Regions from separate parts of the Triticum aestivum genome. Here region 2 is linked to region 1. Evidence: chromatin contacts called from public Hi-C data. All regions are on one chromosome and are shown on one strand. Each heading gives the region's core, a stretch centred on a gene start, on an enhancer-like site or on the middle of the called end of the contact. The rest is flanking DNA. Distances are from core to core; before and after follow the strand shown. Region 1 holds the start of LOC123077408 (transcription factor IIIB 60 kDa subunit). Region 2 has its middle 63 kb from the start of LOC123077409.

Evidence for each region. Hi-C and Micro-C count contacts between places; a contact is called where the count stands out from the background.
Region 2: a Hi-C map of leaf shows a contact between it and region 1, with 2.5 times the contacts expected there. The contact joins the enhancer-like site here to the promoter of LOC123077408 in region 1. A contact is called at or near these places in 3 of 5 Hi-C or Micro-C datasets (all in leaf).

What each region holds. Positions count from the first base shown.
Region 1 is chr3D:59,374,470-59,377,774 of IWGSC CS RefSeq v2.1, reverse strand. LOC123077408 (transcription factor IIIB 60 kDa subunit) reads left to right here and starts at 1,356. Exons shown (of 20, transcript XM_044499680.1): 1 at 1,356-1,656; 2 at 2,501-2,652; 3 at 2,824-2,905; 4 at 2,992-3,067; 5 at 3,148-3,233. The coding sequence starts at 2,588.
Region 2 is chr3D:59,979,524-59,982,811 of IWGSC CS RefSeq v2.1, reverse strand. No RefSeq gene overlaps it. Among protein-coding and RNA genes, the nearest start is that of LOC123077409, 63 kb to the right of the region's middle. Within about 2 kb of position 1,636, at least 1 of the 8 cell types and tissues checked has an H3K27ac peak or open chromatin away from gene starts, as enhancers often do. A contact at or near this core is called in leaf, where this site is marked.

The sequences.
Region 1 (3,305 bases), core at 107-2,606:
ACGGAGTGACAAATCCCAGTCTCGATCCGTGCCAACCCAACAAACACTTTCGGAGATACCCGTAGTGTACCTTTATAGTCACCCAGTTACGTTGTGACGTTTGGCACACCCAAAGTACTCCTACGGTATCCGGGAGTTGCACGATCTCATGGTCTAAGGAGAAGATACTTGACATTGGAAAAGCTCTAGCAAACGAACTACACGATCTTTGAGCTATGCTTAGGATTGGGTCTTGTCCATCACATCATTCTCCTAATGATGTGATCCCGTTATCAATGACATCCAATGTCCATAGTCAGGAAACCATGACTATCTGTTGATCAACGAGCTAGTCAACTAGAGGCTTACTAGGGACACGTTGTGGTCTATGTATTCACACATGCATTACGATTTCCGAATAACACAATTATAGCATGAATAATAGACAATTACCATGAACAAAGAAATATAATAATAACCTTTTATTATTGCCTCTAGGGCATATTTCCAACAGTGCCCCCCTCCACCGTTTACTCCTCCGGTCATATTGTCGTAGTGCTTAGGTGAAGCCCTGCGCGGATAACTTCACCGTCATCACGTCGTCGTGCTGACGAATCTCTCCCTCGGCACTTTGCTGGATCAAGAGTTCGAGGGACGTCATCGAGCTGAACGTGTGCAGAACTCGGAGGTGCCGCACGTTCGGTGCTTGATCGGTTGGATCGAGAAGACGTTCGACTACATCAACCGCATTAAGCTAACGCTTCCGCTTTCGGTCTACGAGGGTACGTGGACACACTCTCCCCCTCTCGTTGCTATGCATCTCCTAGATAGATCTTGCGTGATCGTAGGAATTTTTTTGAAATTGCATGTTACGTTCCCAACAAGAAGATCTTTGTGCAACACACATGGTCTTTCCATTATATTAACCAAGGGTTATGCAATACTCATGATCTCGCCAGAATGGAAGGAGTATAAGTGGTGACACTGAAAGGTCGTAGTGTTGATATAAAGGGCATAGACCTATGAATGGTCTCGAGACATGCTTATCGGGCTATACGGACATATGCTATTATTTTCTTCTGTTGCAATGCAAGTCTTTTTGCTAGTAGAAGATACATAAAAAACAAAGCAAAAACCAAGGACCGCCATAGCTGGTGAACAGGCGGCCAGCAGTGATGGCATTTGCGAACGTTGGGGGATGTAGTTTATGTGGCTGGTGCAGAACTGTCATGGCAGTTTGTTTAAATCGTGGATAAATTTTTGCAAAAACTGCCACCGTCTGATCTGGATCTGACGGCTCTGGTGGCGTTCCCTGGGATCCCATCCCAGCGAACGTTCGCCAGATAGCATTTCCCAAAACCAAAGCTGACTGGTAGAAACCTCGATGAACCCTCGGCCCTCGCCGCTCTACCATTCCGTGTTCCTCCTCCCTTGCCCCGGCCCGGCCAGGCGGCCGCTTCTTCCTCTTCCCACACCTCCGTGCTGCCGCCCGGCGATCCTCCCCGCCTCCCGCTTCTGCCCAACCTCTCGTCCCCGACGCGCCACTCCCCTGGAGTTGTGCTGCCGCCGATCCCAACCCTAGACGCCCCCCTCCACTGAAGCAGCGCCGCCGCCGCCCAGGCCCCTGACGCCGCCCTCTACCTGCTGCGCCGCCACGCAGCCTCCACACCGAGGCGTGTAAGGCTATTCTCACTCTTTACTTTTTGGCCACTCTAAGATTGGATGGGTTGTGTGTAAAGAATACAATTTGGTTGGTTCTTTTGCTTTTCACTAACTGGACTGGGTTTACCGATCTTGGAATTAGAGAGATTTAAAATTTAATTTAGTGGTGTGTGTTAGAATGCAACTAGCACTACATTATTGGATTCAAATGCCTTGCATCATGTTGTCAACCATAGATGTGTCCTCTAATTCTGCTGATGCATCCACATTTTGAGTTGACGAGGCTGCTCTTGCTCTGCTGCCATTGCTCCTGAGCCACCACTACTTGTGGGGGACAAGCCAAGAAAGCTGCTCGATGCCGTCCTAAGAAGTGGTACTATACTTACTACTACTGCGTTGGGACTAGGGGATTCACGCGGAACATTGGTCAGGACGCTGTTGCCAGCGGCATAACTATGTGCTTTCAAAGATCTCAACACTTTTTTTGAGTTGAAAGCTTAGTTTAGTTTCATTGTTGTAACTTCATGGTCGATTTTGAATTGGGAGTTAAAATTCAGTGTGTTGAATTTTAGTCTTCCCGCACTGAACATTTAATCCTAGAAATCAAAAGTAGTGCCTGAATGTATTGATATTTGTTCGGACTGGAATACAGCCTGTCCTGCTCCCGTGTTTGACCTCCAGAGTAAGTGCACACACAGTTCAGAAGCAGGTCGCCCCTTGCCTGCTAGTTGTAATGCTCCAACTGTAAATGTGTTGTTAGATTGGAACTGGGTAGAAAAACAATCCAAATCGAAGTCTACTATTCCTTTACTTGTATTTACTTCACAATCTGAATAGATTCCTTTTTTTCCTTTTGAAGGTTGAAGACCACATTCCTTGTAATCCTCTTATTTGAAGGCTAATTGGAGTTGGATCATTCTCCTAGGTCTACTACTTCTGTTCACCAATGGTTTACTGTACTCACTGTGCTGATTATTGCCCATACATAAAGGATCCTGACAAAGGATATATGTGAGATCCTCTTTCCTGTTCTTTCTTTGTTATTCTTATTGCATCTGCAATCAGGCCGTATAATTGTTTGTATACATGATTTTGTTGATCAGCCTGTTACTTCTTGCTTAATAGATTTCTATTAAGCAGCTTCAGCGATTGTTCATGTGTCTTGTCATGTTTGATGGTCAGATGTTGTGGGACGTGTGGAAAGGTTCTTGATCAGGAGATTTACACCGATGAGCCTACTTTTGTCAAGGACAGTTCCGGAGCGGTTGGTCTTATTATTGTGCTTCTCATTATTCACTTTCTTAATTTATCTGTGTAGTTTGTGAGGTTGACTTTCTTGGATGTGTGCAGAGCAGGCTGGCTGGAAACATACTGAGCAGCATCGAGAGTGGGAGTTCACTATCCCATGAAAGGACTTTAATGAAAGGTATGGCTTCTAGGGCACTCCTTTTTTGTATTGATTGTTCTTCCCACTTTGTGAATTAAGCCTGTGATTAATTTCTGTAGGGAGAGACGAGATTTGGCAGATTGTCACTAGCTTACATGTTGGTGGTGGAGATACTATCATTGATATGGCTCATAAATTTTATACAGTATGGATTTTTGTTATCACTCAGTAACTATCTTCTCTGAAATAGTTATGGTAAATTATGAAAATGACATTT
Region 2 (3,288 bases), core at 387-2,886, 600 kb before region 1:
TCCCGGAGCCAGGAAACGTGTCAAACTGGTGGGACAAGACTCTCAATTCACAGACCAATCAAGTGCGCAAGAGGCGCAGTGGAAGAATCATTTACACAATATGGTCCATATGGAAGGAGCGAAATAGGCAGGTGTTCACTGGACAAAGGTGGACACATCGCAAGGTGGCGGCTCTAGCCCTAGACGCAATCAATCAGCGGGGCCTGGCGTTTGCTGCCAGCCTGCCAACCGCAGGCATTGGTTAATCTAGTTTCTAGGTTGGTCTTTTTTTGGTTTCTGCGACGTTCCCTAAAAACGCTCGCCCCTCTGTAAATTGCTTCCTTTCACCATCTCTTCTATAAGAAAAAGGCAGTGCTCCTGCCGGTTCCTCAAAAAAAAAACATAAAAAAGAAAACCAAACGAAAAATAAAGAGAAAATTGAAAAAAAAACAAAGAAAAAGGAAGAGAGAGCCTGCGCTACTTTGGCCAGCCCAAATACACGGTCATGACCAGCGGTGGGTGCGCGTTTTATCGACAAATTTTCAATTGATTCATCATACACTGATTATTATGTTTTATCTAGCGTTGTAATGGATTAAACTCAATATAAAATTGCTTAAATATTCAACAAATTTTGAAGGAATTATCCCAAGACCGACTCCATCCGTTCATGGCCCATCATTTCCAAAGCGACACAAATTGTAAAAAGAAGGATCTGAACGCCCCCACGTTGCTCCCTAGGGTGATTCCTGCGACTACTAATCTTCGCCGCCAAGGAGCCTCCTCCCCTCCCTTCCTTCCTCGCCATCGCTGTTTGGCGCCATCAGGCAAAGCTTCCGGTGGCAGACAATAGTAGCGAGCCATCTCCCATCTCGACCCGCTTCCTTTGCCAAAGGCTGATCCTTTCCCCTTTTTGCTTCCGCTTGAGTCATCTCTAATGGAGTCTCGTCCTCCATTGCCGTCGGATGTTCCCATGAGGGATTACGCCGTCCTATTCGCTACCTCCTCCAGGTCTGGGCGGTGCTTCCTCCGGCAAGGTGACAGTCTGCGATGATGTGCTCCGACGACTGTGATGGTCCGCGTGATGGATACTCATGCTTGCGGCCATACCCTCGGCACGGATTTGCGGTGGCAATAGAAAGGTTTTTTTATAATGTTCCTCTCTTTATATCCGGTGGCTGCTGCTGGAGGCTCATACACGCGTAATTGTGGGATGTAGTCGGAAGGCTCCTTCGTTGATTTTGGCGGTTCTCACTCTGTTCAATTTGTTTTCAACGTGTTGTTGTTGAAGAACCTCGTTGTCTCTGTGTTGTCAAGAGATGATTGTCACGGATATGATCATTGTTGTAGTTTGTCGGTCGCCATTTTGACCGGGTTTTTCTCTCGCTTACGCATAGTTTTGATTTTTTACGACTTTGTTATTTGTCGGCATGTTTTTAGTGTGTGCATTGATGTTTGACGTGCGCGTCCTAACTTTGCAGAGGCCAAGTGTGTGGTCATTTATTTTTGTATTTATTTCATGTTTTATTTTAAATCAATAAAAACACCTTTTTCTCGAAGAAATCATTTTCAGAGCAATTTGGCCACAACCACAAACCGGAGCCAAGTGACAAGTGACATCATGGCGGCTCACGACCACGGAGCACGAAACCGCTATTCATCTCGTGCCGCTGCCGCCCCAAGGCCCCCAAGCGCTTGCCCTGTCCTTGTCGTGGACGTGGAGAACGCATCCGATCGTCCGGTCGGACATTCTTTGGACACTGACCCTTGGCGGCCCGTACTTGCTTTCTTCTGCACGGAGACCACCCGATTCAAATGCCAAAGCTCGAGCAGCTACCGAACAGTACTACCCGCTCGATCTGATTGCTGAGATTTAACCAAGCCCCTCTCGAACACTGTTCTCAAAGCGAACTACTCATGGACGGGCATAGCTCCCGACCGTCTGCATCGCCGACAAGTTGGATGGCAGTACGATATGAATATGAATGAATGGCGGTAGTGGGAGTAGCGAAGTACAATAGTGTATGTGCTAACTGCCCGGTCGAGAATGCCATGGACTACATGACAGGAATGCCGAAACGCACGAGAAGATGATAACGACGTCGGTTTCGCCAGAGCGAGCCAACGCCCAACATGGTCCGTCCGTCCGCTACAGGACGCTAGATGTTCATCATGCATGACACTTTGCAAACGTCTCCGAGATAGAGTTGATATTATTATATATGCGCCGAATTATAGTTAATCCACGTACTGATCGTCACCGAGTCTCCAATCGTACGTTTTTGGCGATTGTTGCTATATTTTTTTGGCGATTGTTTTGCTATATATATGCATACAAAAAAAAGGGACACATGTTACCACGACAATTGCATTATTTCAGGGGTCACTAACTCGTAAAAATTATGTGTTGACATACTCCCTCCTGTTCTTTTTAGTCTGCATATAAGTTTTATCCTAAGTTAAAGTTTCTCTATTTTAATCAAATTTATAAAAAAATATCAACATCACAATGACAAATCAATATTGTTAGGTTCATCACAAAATTTAGTTTCATAGTATATATATTTGATATATTATATATGTTATTTTTAAATAAAAAATTGTTAAATTTAACCTCATACAAATCTAACACGCGGAATAAAAAGGACTGGAGGGATACGTAAACTGGTAAACCAGCATTGGATACCGAACACCAGGGCCCATGGCCATACCATAAGTCGTTATCACTTGTTACAACTGTACCTACACCGAACCACCATGTTTTGAATAACCAGCTCATCCGAGCATGCATGAGACCGCCCTACCTATGATACAAGGCTCCAACAATTTCCCAATAAGCTTCCTGAGTTAATTAAGTGCTCGACTTTTAGAGCCTGAAATTTTGCTCATGTCACCTAATGTGTTTGACGCACGGCAGCGATAATATATTTTCTTATGCATGCGTTCGGCCGGGTGATCTGACCTGAGAGTGAGACCCCTGAGCCGTGACATGCAAAAATCTGAAACGCGAGTCCGTTCATCTGACGGCAAGGAGACAGGCGTACATCACTAGATCGATGAGTGACGCGCAAAATCGAGCTCACGTGCGCAGGAAATCAGCTACCTAGGCTCCAATTCAAACACACACGCCCTGTTTCAAATCCCAGATTTCTGTCTTGTGTAAAGTGAACAGTTATCTGCGAAATGTTGACATAAGAGTGCACATCCGCTTGTACCCATCAATTTATTAGACTATTGGGTGGTACAAGTAGTTACATAAACCTAGTGCAGTATGGGTATGCCGACAGATACTATGTCGGTTTTGGGAGT